2 separate regions of the Mus musculus genome follow, and region 1 is linked to region 2. A link is a contact called in public Hi-C data. All regions are on one chromosome and are shown on one strand. The core of a region is the stretch at or near the end of the contact, and the rest is flanking DNA. Distances in the headings are between cores, read along the strand shown.

The links. Hi-C and Micro-C count contacts between places; a contact is called where the count stands out from the background.
Region 1: a contact with region 2 is called in a Hi-C map of liver, with 2.4 times the contacts expected there. The contact joins two enhancer-like sites. A contact is called at or near these places in 3 of 39 promoter capture datasets (the C10 cell line, cranial neural crest and liver), 2 of 484 Hi-C or Micro-C datasets (embryonic stem cells and liver), 4 of 115 datasets of contacts at active chromatin or transcription factors (embryonic stem cells, large pre-B cells and pancreatic cancer cells) and 1 of 9 other capture datasets (embryonic stem cells).

The regions. Positions count from the first base shown.
Region 1 is chr16:13,411,576-13,417,903 of GRCm38.p6, reverse strand. Mrtfb (myocardin related transcription factor B) reads right to left here. Exons shown (of 17, transcript NM_001122667.2): 17 at 375-5,744. The coding sequence ends at 5,209. The region is part of intron 1 of Gm15738 (a long non-coding RNA gene); the gene reads left to right. Among named protein-coding and RNA genes, the nearest start is that of Gm15738, 7.8 kb to the left of the region's middle. Within about 2 kb of position 4,998, at least 4 of the 459 cell types and tissues checked have an H3K27ac peak or open chromatin away from gene starts, as enhancers often do. A contact at or near this core is called in liver, where this site is marked.
Region 2 is chr16:13,187,923-13,194,398 of GRCm38.p6, reverse strand. No RefSeq gene overlaps it. Among named protein-coding and RNA genes, the nearest start is that of Gm32596, 32 kb to the right of the region's middle. Within about 2 kb of position 4,493, at least 45 of the 459 cell types and tissues checked have an H3K27ac peak or open chromatin away from gene starts, as enhancers often do. A contact at or near this core is called in liver, where this site is marked.

The sequences.
Region 1 (6,328 bases), core at 3,749-6,248, 220 kb before region 2:
GCTTTTGAGACTTTGCTGAACTGAAGGACTCAGTTCTGGGTGTGTGGAAGTTTTGTTGGTGTGGTTGTCACCACCAGAGAGGAGCTCTCACTGTGGACACTGTGTGTCCATGCTGTAGCAAGGACCACATAGTTTAATGTCTCTTACTCAGTGGTTCCCGATTCTGTGGAGAACAGAACATGTCTGGAGAGTCAGGCTGAGGCTAGTGGGCACCAATGAGCTTCTGTTGTGTGAGGACATGAGGTGAACAGCCTACTTTCTGCTGGCCCTCTTGCTGTTTGGCTGGGAGTTATTCTGAAGATGCTGTCCTGCCAGAGGCTGCTCCATCTCACAAGTCTACAGCACCTACAGTGTATTTCTCTGTACACACAAAATCATGGTACATCAAAATGTTTTTTATTTGAGACACAAAAATGCAAAATTGCTGAGATATCAAACATTTCCCGATCAGCTACAATACTGCCACTATGTACAAAAGATCCAATGATAAATGCGCACACATATAAAAATACAGTCTGCATCGCCTATGTACAGTACAAGTGCAAACGTATGGCATTCAGACACAGTACAGAATCGAGTCAGGGGTGCAAACAGCAAGTACAAAGGCATCATGGTTTGTCTTTTAAAAACAACATAAAGGCAACACACGAATGGACCCCCGACTGCCATGATTTTCTGTTCATTAACAAGTGCTTCAGCAGGCATGGTTGCTGCCACTGGTGTTTTCTCCCTTCTTGTCAGGAAGTGAGATGCTAAGACATTATGTGAAGATGAAAAGAAGAAAAACACCTGCGTGTCCATTGCAAGCAACAGATAACTAACCTTGACAAACAAGAAAATAATTCAGCGTTGCTACCAAGAATGTTATTCTTAAACCAACAAACAGCTCTATGCTATTTTACAGGAAAACAAGTAAGAAATATCTACATCTCTGTGGAAATTATAACCTTAGATGGAACCTTTTGGGGTCTGACTTGAGAACACAGTCTCAAAATTTAAAAGTGGCTGCTTTTGGCAAATACCTGGCGATGCCTTTGGTTCCTTTAAACATTTTGGATTACTAATGGTTTCTTGAGGTCAAGTACTTTTGATGGATCCAAACCCTTTCCTAACCCTTCCTCTTCTGTCGGTGGGTGGGTCCCTCACAGCAGGAAGTAGAGGTAAGAGAACTGGGCGGCTTTCCAGTGAGTCTGCCCACTGCTAAAGCTTTGTCTTGGGCCTTGGCGTAAAGCCTTCCTTTCACTGCCAGTGCCTCCCATGATTCCAGACAGCACCTCGTGGATCTGAGATTGCCAAGCTGCTGTCACAAGCTTGGGACACGTCCGCCCCCCCAGAGCCGGCGGCCTGAGTGGAGGGTAAGAGCTTCTTGTAAACACGTGCAGCTTTTTGAACCGTAGGCTGTAACTAAAGACACAGGGACACTTGGGGGGGGGGGACAACCTGCTCTCTCCCAGTCACCGGACAAATAAAAACAGAGCCCAGAGACTGTTTAAATGAAAATGAAAAAGAGATCGAAGGTTTGAGCCAGGCGTGGTGGCGCACACCTTTAATCCCAGCACTCGGGAGGCAGAGGCAGGCGGATTTCTGAGTTTGAGGCCAGCCTGGTCTACAAAGTGAGTTCCAGGACAGCCAGGGCTACACAGAGAAACCCTGTCTTGAAAAACCAAAAAAAAAAAAAAAAAAAAAAGAGATCGAAAGGTTTGAACCAGGAAACAAAAATGACTAGATCAGAACTGCTACTTTCCAGTTTTGACAGAGATCTTTTACAATTAGCTGAATGTTCAGGATGATGCTCTCCAAACACTCCTGTGAGCACAAGCTGTGTTCCCTGATAAACCTGCCCTGCCTTCCAGTTAGAATGCCGGGACAGCCTAGGGTTAATGGTCCTCTGCAGCAGTGGGTCCCTGTGTACTTAATATCCCCAGTGTTGTGTGTGTTGTGTGATGTGATGGACAGAGGCCGGCGAGGCTGCTTGACTTTGCTGGCCCTGACCTGGTTGCTCTGCTGGCAGAATTCAACAGCCACTCTCAGCTTTCTCTGCAAATCCTAGTGGTAATGGAGTCCCCAGCCTTCTACCAGAAAGAACTTCTGCAACTGGCCACTGTGGGAACAGTTCAGGGTGTAGATAAGATGGGTCTCCTCTTGGCCACTTCCCAGAGCCAGGTCTGCTGTGGGAAAGTAAAATGGCTGCCCTGCCTGGAGGGACAGCTGCCTCCTCAGCTGTCACTGCACAGACTACTACAGTAACTATGAGAACAGCCTTGCTGCCTGGAAAAGTGGCTCTTGAGGCTCCAGTCCACTCTGGTGACCCTCTTACCCACCCGTCGCTGACCGAGTGCGCAGGGTGACAACACTGTCCCATTTCCCGGACTCTGCAGAGCTGACCTGGCTTTCTGGAGTAAGGCATAGCACGTGGTCAAAGAACCATGGAGCTTTTGAAAAGAAAGTCTAAGTCTTAGAAAATATCTGGGTGAAATGAACGGAGATGATATGTGAGCGAAAAGTTGCATGAGTGCTGTGTGCCTGTGTGCTGAATGGATGCCTGAGTGAGTACTGCCGCAGCCTCAGAGGCTTCTGAGAGAGGCCTTGCTGAAATTTCACAGCCACATCAGCTTTCTAGAAGCCACGGTGTAATTATTTCCACTCCTCCTACCACAGTAAGACAACTGGCAGTCTGTGCCTCAGAAAGTAAAGTTGACACCACCACACTGTGGATGCTGCAGAAGAGGGAGACTGGGGTTGGACTCTACTGCGACACTCCAGGCTTCTAAGAGGAATTTTCTTGGCAATGTGATACAAACAGAAGCCTACACTACACGTGTACCCTGTACATGCAAGTGGGAACTTAATGGGCTCTCTGACCTGTGTTTTAATGACTGTGAAATAACTGTATACCTATTTGCAGGTGTCTCTGTATATAGAGATAAGAGCACAACTTTCGGGGGTCAGTTCTGCCCTTCTACCACATGGGCTCTAGGGCTCAAGCTCAGCCTCTCAGGCTTGTTGGCAGGCCTGATCTGCTGAGTCATCTTGCTGGCCTGAAACTAACTTTAAACAACAAATTCGTCTTCAGATACACACCATTTCCAATGCACTCACTGCGGTCTGGGACTAGGTCAAGAGGCCTTTTTATAGAGCGGTCTTTGGTCATGACACATTGATGTGAGCCTATGGGAAAGATGCCCACATTTGTCCAGAACATGTGCGAGAGGTCTATCAAGTGTCGCTCACGTCACTGGTGTCACATGTACCTACAGGATGCTCAAGCCAGGGGACTAGGGCAAGGAATGCTGTGAGGGAGTTGGCTGTGAAGCCACTGGCTGGAGGCCCCTTGCCTTCTTAAGAAATGGGACTGAAGGCTGGATGGGATGGGCACATGAACAACTGAGATGACCTCCTCTGTATCCACTGTGTTTGGAGATTGTCTTTCCTGTGGCAAGCTTCAAAATAACTTAAAAAGCAATAGAAGGGACTTGAGGGCTAGAATGTTGTCTTTACTCACAACTTTTCTACAGGAGGAAACACACTAATAGTAATTATGGGCTTTGAGAAACCCACTGATACTTGATACTACTTTAAGTGGACACTCAAAGCTGTAGAGAAAGGACTAAAGCTCTCCACCCAAACCTAGAGCTGGCATTGCCACGGGGAGCACGCCTTCCCAGGTCCTCAGTTGCAGCAGAGCCAACCTCAGGAGGCCTGGTCAGATGACAGGATCCAGCTACCCTAGTGTTGGTGCCTCCCAATACTGACCTACCAGATTCTAAACAAGAGGATTACCTGAGCTCAGTGGGCCCTGCCCACCAGAATGCCAAGCTTCAGTTGAGAGAGCGCTGTTTGCCAGAGGTTAAAGCCAGGAAAAGGGACCATTTTGATCACTGGGGTAAAACCTCCTCAGAAATGATTAAGGTTCTCTCTAGATGATGGGTCAGGATACTGCCTGGATGTGCTGTGGAAGAGACATGTGGATTGATGTAGGAAGCCCACCTGGCTCAGGTTAAAGGGGATGGGAAGGGGATAGGATAAGGGCTGTCACTGAATAAAAATTCCATACTCTGGTCAGTTATTTACAATTTGTCAATAACTAAATCACTAGATCAAGAGTTGTGGAAAATCTGTGGCAGTTGGCATCTTAAACAATTCTTAAATCACTTGATAAACATAACTTTTCTGTTACGGATCAAGGGGAAAAAGAGGAATAAAACCTCCAGTTTTTAGGTTTAGACTTGAGAGCAGGCAGTTACAAGCCTATGCAATGAGAACCAGGGAGCTGGTGACAGGGGGTTGGTCTAACCTGTGCTCAAGGCCCACACCTTCCATTAACTCATTAGGTTGAGAAGGAATTTCATGCTGAAGCCTTTTTTTGGTTCTTTGAGATGGGCATGGTCACCTGAGAGAGTCTGTCGGCAAGTCTTCAAAGATGGAGACACTGTGTGGCTCAGTACTCTAGAGATATCTGACTTATTACAAGTAGGACCAGTCGACGCCATCTTTTTACTCTACCAAAGACTGTAGAGGTCACAAGGTCAAAGCACATTCCAATGTCTAACATCACAGGAGAATCAACCTCATTCACCCAAGGCCACTGGGGAAGCTGCAGCACTATCAATGTATCTGGACTCAATACACTGGGCTCTTGTGTGACAGTATCTTGTAGACATGTGTTGATGGTAAAAGGTTGTTCATCATTTTGATTCCCAAATTCACAAAATGACCTATGACATCACACAATCACGCAGATTTCAAAGTGGGACTCAAAGCCTCTGGCTGGAAGCTGCTGCTGGCTGCCCAGAGTGCTCAGGTGCCTCTGACCTTGCTATTGATCTGCCGTAGGCCACTCTAAGGAGCACATGTGCAGTGGCTCTTCCCCTCCCTCCCTTGTGGGTGGCCTGGTGTTTCAAGTTGAGCTGCTTGCCTCTTATTAGGGCCACGAGGTGACCACAGAGGATAAAAGGTGGCTGATGACCAGAGCCTAGTGCCATTTCCTGACCTTTGGCTTTAGCTAAGGCATTTCACAAGGGCTCTGCATACAACTGTCTCTGTGGAGTCTCTCACACTTGGCTTCCAGGCTGTGGCCTTCCTTTTTGTCTGTGACAATGTATTTTGACTTCGACAGTGCAGCTATGGCTCCAGCTATAAACACTGGCCTCTCAGGTTTGTTTCCATGTTTCCAAATCTCACGAGCTCTGAAACAAGAGACCTGTGACCTTAGTCCCATGGCAGCGGCAGGTCCTGTGGGTCCAGAAAATCAGCAGAGAACATGCTTGGCGCAGTGGTACTCAGTGGAGTGAGCCCGGAGGATGTGGTGGGCATGGTAATGTCTAGCCACTCCATGTTGTCCAGGTTGGAGTCTGACAGGTCAAGAGATAGACAGGGGGTCCCTGACACCAACTGGGCCTCAGAGGTCTCCATGGGAGAGTGAGACTGGTACAGCATGCTGGAATGACTCAGCAAGTCGTTCTGCAGATCCTCGATCAGAGAGAAAGACTCTCTATCTTCACTGCTGTTCTGCAGTGGGCCAGTGTCAGTGGCCGAGGGCAAAGTGCCATCCAAGAAGGCTTCTAGCTGGTTCTCTAAGCTGGCAGATAAACTGTTCACAGGTTCTAAGGATACAGGTGGTGCTATTTGGACCTGGGGCGGTGGTCGAGAGACCACGGTATTGACTGGCATTGTGGTGATGCTGGCTGTCACTGGTTTCATCTTGGAAATTGGAGAAGGCTCTTCTTTTATTGGGAAGGAAATCTCTGTGCAGAAGAATTGATGGTGTTAGTAAGTATTTGCTGCCATTGAACTATATTAGTGACTATTCTGTCATCCTCTCTTACATCTTAGAGGCAGAGAGAGCATGCTCTAATTCTTTTTAAATTTAATTTTAAAAAGTCATTATAGTTGGATGGTATTTCAGTTTGTCAATACAGTCTAGAAAGTTACAAAACAGACACAGTACACCTTATCAATAACGCAAGGCTGAAGTCACCTCCTTTGCCCTCCTTCCTAAAGGTGAGGCAGGTCAGCCACTGCTCTCAATTCTTGTTCTGAGTTATCTGAACTTTGGACAATTAGGTAAACAGCTTAATAAGTACCAATTAGTTATTTAATTTATTCTTAAACATTAATTTGTACTTATGTATACAAGTGTGTGAACGTGCTCCTGTGTGTAGGAACCCATGGAGGCCAGCAGAGGGTGTCTGATCCCGAGCTAGCATTACAGGTATTTGTGAATCCAAAATGGGTGGTAAGAACCAAATTCTAGCCCTCAGCAAGAGCAGAACGTGTTCTTATGTGTTGAATCATCTTCCCAGTCCCAGTCTATTTAATTTTTTGTGGC
Region 2 (6,476 bases), core at 3,244-5,743:
TTCAGCTATATGACTGTCAACATCCCTAAAAGAGTCAAGCTCTTTCTGACACATTTCAAATGTAGGACCCCAGGGTGAGATCAGGGCACCCTGTTCATTAGCAGTGTGATATTAGGTATATCTCTTGTCTGCCCTCCAGGAAAGTAGATACTAGCAGCCACAGCTTCCTTCAACTCCCAGGCTATGGCAACATCAAAAGAGAAAGGATTTGCCAAGTCAAAGGAAGGGACTATGGGAAGATACTGGAATTGCTTGACTCCCATAGTGAACAGGCCATGTGTGAACCAACCCCACCTCTTCCTCTCCACTTAGGACTGGGAAGAAGCAGACTGAATGGTGACCTGAAAGGAACCTTTCTGTCCCCAAAGAGAGAGAGATAAGAATTGTGAAGCAGAGAATCAAGCACCACCACGGGCGCTTGAGAGTTTATTTTTACCCTGTTATCTGGATCCTGAAATGTCAGGCTTGGAGCTGCCTCATGCTCCCCGCAGTGTGGCAACCCAGCCTGGAGATGGGCCTCCTCTCCTCCTCTGCTTCCCCTGCCTTTCTGTGAGAGTCTCAGTGCTATGGTGATAGGAGGCATGGAAACACTGGAAGAGAGAAGGGGGAGGCAGGAGCTTTTATTTGGATTTCATACAGGCTCACTTTCTCATGGGAACAGGGCGTGCAGAATGGAGGGCCTTGGCAGTGACAGGCAGTACCTACTGCAAGGTTTGGTCCATGTGAGCTCTGTGTTACAGAGCACACAAGCCCAACCAAAACCAGCTTATATAATAAAGAACGTTTATGTGGCTGAGGCCATTAAAATACCCTGCAGTAGGCTGGGCTTCAGGCGAGGCTGCATCCTGGTACTCAATGCTGTTGCAGGACTTGGTGTCCTCTACCACTTAGCTTTGCCTTCTGTGCCATTGGCATATGCTTGGAAGCCACTCTGCTCCTCTATGGCCTACAGTTCTAGAGCCTTTTTCCTCTGTGGTCACAAATAGCTGCAATGGTTCTAAGTGTCACAACTTTGTTCCCAGGAATAAGAGAGGAAGCAGGGTCTCTTGGGTTGTTTTGGCCTCTGAGTGGGTTCCATGCCCATCTCTCAAGTCAATCACTCTGATGTGAAGGCAGCAAGTGGGAGATACGTCTGAATCATCTTAGCCCAGTCTTGAAGGTTAGGGATGGATGCCAGGCTGCAGACACAAGCCTGTCTTGTGGTTGGTTCGTGTTTTAGTTTCATTCATTCCTCCCCAGGAAGCCTCTGAGGTTTCAAATGATTATTCTTAGTCAAAATGTACCAGTGTTAATTTTTTATCTTAAGTTCATCTGGGAATCTCTGTTCTAAGTGTCCCATGTCTGTGGCTAGAGAGGTGGCAGCGTTAGTAAGGAAGGGCCTGCCATGCAAGCACGGGCACCTGAGTCTGGATCCTTACAGTCATCTTTAAAAAGTCAGTCATGTCACTGCACATGTGCAATCCTAGAGCTGAGGGGGTATGAAGGGGCAGACAGTGGAGGATCCTGGGGCTCGTAGACCAGCCAGTCAGTGAACAATGTGTTTAGTGAGAAACTGTGAATCAAAACAGAAGAGATAAGAAAGAAACCCAATGTTGACCTCTGCCTTCTGAACACACATACATGTGCACATACATATATGCTTCACACATGTGCTACAAACACACACATGCACATATGCATGTGATGCACATATACATGCATATAAACATACACATGTGCTGAACACACATACACATGTGCTGCATCCACATATGAACATACACATGTGCTGCACACAAATACACATGTGCTGCATACACTTAGAAATATATACATGTGCTTCACACACATCACATACAAATGTGCTGCACATACCCACATGCACATACACAGGTGCTGCACACAAATATACATGTGCTGCACACACATAGAAATATACACATATGCTGCATATACATATGAACATACACATGTGCTGCACATACATACACATGTGCTGCATACACACACACACACACACACGCACACACACACACAGAGATACCACATACACAAAAAATGAGATCCTCAAATCTGTGTTCTAAAAGTTTCATCCAGTCTATAAAATCTCTCCTGAAAAGACAGGTTAGAATTTCACATTCATACTCCATTCTTGGAAATCAAGCTCCATCCCTAGCCTGTCAGGCACTTAGTCCCTCACATAGGTTTAGTCTCAGAGCTTCTCCATGCAAGTCACAGGGCTTCTTCAAACAAGGCAATCACCCCCTGCCCTTTGTGCCTCAGATCATCCCACTTGCTACTCCCATTCAGAAGGTTCTCTTCTCACATCCGTTCATGTTCACCACTTCAGGGTGAAAACTGACAAAAGCAACGACCCCTAAGTCTTGGGTAAGACTAGCATGTATGGCAGTATCATGTTCTATGATAGGTTGAACATCTTTTTTAATTCATCAGCTTTAGGAAGCAAGATTAAACTCAACGTAGGCAACACATCGTTTCTGAACTCTGACTCTAGGACTGGCACATTTTAAGTATTTAATGTCTATTTGTTGACTAATGAATGAATAGTCATACCTGAATTGCCTTCTAAAAGTGTTCGGCATAGGACAATTTCTCTGTTTCTCATAGTTTTAAATTGCTGCATGCTAAAATGATGGGCACAGCGGCTGAGCGCTTGCTGCTTGCTTTCCCCGAGGACTAGAGTTCAGTCCTAGTACTTATGACTACTTATCCTCTGCAGCTCCAGTTTCAGCAGCCTCCAAGGACACCGACACAGTCATGCTCATGCACACATATACACTTAAAGCTTTAAAGTTAAGTTTTTCAGACTTTTTTAAAGTCTGAAAGTGGCAGTCACGCTGAATCAGAATAAGAAAACGTCCAGAAAGTCAACAGAAAGAATGGTTCACTCTGCACATTGCAGATCCATAAGTGAAGGTCAAAGTCTCAATGTGAAAAACACCCAGGTGGAGGCCCTGTTGTCTCTATGGCTACAAACTCAGCCAGAGACGTACTAGTCTGTGGCTGTCCTCAGGGCGACTGGGTAACACACCAGCTGTCACAGCTACCACTCTCTGTCCCCAGTAAATGAGTCAGCACCTGGGCTACTCCAGGGGACATAGCTGTTGTTCATTCTTTGGTCAGTCAACCATGCCCCATCTCTCAGTCAGGCTCTCCCATATAAATTCCCCATCATTTGTAATATCTTTATTTTTATGTGATTATTGGGTTATAACATCCACCTTCCTCACTGGACTCCAGACTTTTCAAGAGCAAGGACTGATTCTGCTACACTGAATTACCCGGGTCAATGTTCTACTGCTGTGAAGAGAAACCATGGCCATGGATGGCAGCTCTTATAGAAGAAAGCACTTAGCTGGCCTTGTTTACAGTTTCAGAGGTTTAGTCCTCCATTACCATAGAGAGGAGCATGGTGTCACACATGTCACCAACCCCATCATGGTAAACATGGGTACCGTGAACCTGAATTCATGTCCTCATGTTTTTGTGGCAAGCTCTTTACAGTCAGCCATTGCTCCGACCACCGTTGTGAGCATTTTTTGAATGAAAGACTGGATGTGACTGGAGCCCAGAGGCACCCATCCTAACTCATCTGCAAGAGACGAAGGACATTTACATTTTTCACTTAAAAACCAGCTTGTGTCACATCATCAGCTCTGGCACAGAGGAGAGGGTCAGCAGATAAGGAGAATAAACAAATGAAGTAACACTGTTCCTTCCCAGAGAGAAGGCGGTTAAGTTCACAGAGAGGGAGAATGACGGGAAGATCCGACGTGTCAGTGAACCCAGTCAAGTCCAAAGGTTCCATTCAGACCAAGCAGGTCTGGTTCTAGGGCCACTGAGCCACATGCCAGCAAACAGAGGCAGCTTCTAGCACAAACTGAACTAGTTTGCAGGGGACAATGCTTCTTTGGACTTTGGTGCAGAAAGTTCTGGGTCAGATACTTCAAGTTTAAGTGGGTCATGGCTTTATCAATACGCCAAAACAAAAAAACAAAACAAAACCATCCAGGGTTGTGGTTGTGTCTGCAAGATAACTGGGTCTTTGCTGCCAGTTTGGGAGGATGCTAAGAAGATTCGGATGTTTCTTCCTCGTCACCATATCCTCCTTCCTAGGTGTCCTGGCGGGGTTTCTCTGCACCTTACATTTCACCAAGACACTTGGTTTTTGTTGTTGTTGTTATTTGTTTTGTTTGTTTTGTTTTGTCAATCCCTGTGGGTGACAAGGAGATCACAGCCAATCTTTAAGCACCACTTGGAAACTAAATAACCCCAGCCCTCCTGAAACACACTGAGCACTAATCAGAAATCTGGGTGTGCAAATGTGTTTGGGTCTCAAGCCTCCCCAGCTAACAGAAGGGGCTGACCTCTGACCTACAGAATTCCTCCCCAAACCAGAGTAAAGGGGGAGGGGTTTCCCGAGTCCTAGGCTCTGGCCGGTTCCCAGAATGAGCTCATTGCTTATTCTTAGAGACCGAACTCTCATTAAACAAACAGCAACTATAAATAGAGTGGGGATCCGCTTGGTGTCACCAAAAGGTCCTCTCCGTGGGACAGACTCACTAAAAGGACGTGAGTCCTTTCTTAGGCTACCTGAGTGATACTAAGTGGGGAAGGGTTGCATTTTTTCTTTTCAAGTGTGATCCAGAGGTGAGCTAGACCCTGGGGTTTAACCTGGTTCCTTTGCCCACGATTCCCTCCTCCCCCGTGCACACACTGGCAGTCATAAGACAGCGAGAAGCTCAGCAGAGAAGGGAGATGCCACTCCTCCATCAACACTCCAGCAGGGCAGCTTCGGCAATTCCCTCTGGGAGTGGATCATGGTTCAGGCTGTTTGACAGTGTTCTGGCCTTTTAGATGATGAGATTGCTGAGTCTGAAAGGGAGCATTTCCTCCTGGCTCCCTTCCTGTTACCGAGCTCAGGAAGACATGGATGCCCGTGGCAGACTCTGGGCTAGGAAGTGAAAAGACCAGCGTAAGCCTGGTATTTATGAAAAGAAATAATATGGGGCTCATCTTCTAGTCCTCTTGTGGCTTTGGATCTAGCCACCCTGAGGCCTGCCTGATTGAGAGACAACCTAAGTAGGAGCAACTTGTTCTAACTGGACAGTCATCAGGCCATAGGGTAACAATACCCAATGCTTAAATAACAAGAGCTGTCCTTGATATAGCCTACAGACAAGGACTTTCATATATTACTAAGAGCTGTGTAAAAATCAATTTTGATTTTTCCCCTAACCCCCATGGGCTAGGGCCTATTGCTACCCCTAGAGGAAATGAAGGCATGAAGAAGTAACATACTTTGCACAGGGTAACACAGCCAGGGAAGATATAAACAACATCTACTCCTCCTACAAAGGTTGCAATGACAAGCTGAGGCACAATTCCACAAAAGTTCACTTCCTTACAGAGTAACAGGGAAGAGATTATGGGCAGGAGTGTGGCAGTGCTTAGAGCAGCCACACTGGAGGGTCTGCACACAGCAGGCATTATGACTCTCTAGTAGCCACACAGATGCAGGCCCTTCCCAGTCCTCAGTCTACATTCTCAAGCACCTCCTCCATGAGGTATCCTGAAATTAGGGCAGAATTGTATACAATTGGCTGGGAGAAGTGGCTGAAAGAGTGGTGGTCCTGTGACCCTCCTTGCCCTTCCTTCACAGAGACCACCAACACTCAACAAGCCCAAATGTGAAGATCTTTTGCTAGAGGGCTGAGTTTAACTGGCAAAACTGGTAACAGTTTGACTTGGAGGATAGACATGGACAACACAAGGCCATGTTATCTGAAAGGACTAGAGTGAAGACACTCCGAGCATCCCTCTCAGTCTGAACTGGAAGGAAGTGTCTCATTTACCCTGCTGCCCCAGGTAGAGCCTGCCTGGCTGAGAATGCCAAGCTGGGGAGCCTCTCAAGGCCTCACAGGCTGCAGGCTGCTCTGCTTTGGTGCCACACTGGTGGCGGGAAGGGGAGGGTTGGTTTTCCTTTACTGTTTAGGGCAGCTCAAGGTGGCAGCTTCACTAACTCACAGTAGAATATCCCCTACTTGTCATGAAAGATGGCAAAGCCCAACAAACAATACTTCCCTGCCTGTCCAGAGGGCTCAGCCAGCCTCCCTCCCTCCCAGCACTGCATTTACAGTGCTACATCCTCCTTTGGGGACAGAAGAGCTGGGTGACTATTGTCAGCATGTATCTGAGGCTTTGCTGGGTCCACGGGCCTGCTTTATGTTCATCAGTGGTATGATGCCATCTCCTTAAAAACTTCACTAAGTAAACAGGAGCATTGTCTCTATCAGGAAATTAGAGACATGGAGATTTAAAGCCATAAAAGTTGCAAAGGGCTTTCCAGCTGTGAAGGTAAGGTAATTGTCAGTTTGACAATTCCTTTGGGAATGCCTGCTGTAATGGGAAGAGTTGCCCACTGTGGGCAGCACCATTCCCTGGGTTGTAACCTTGGACTCTATAAATACAAACAG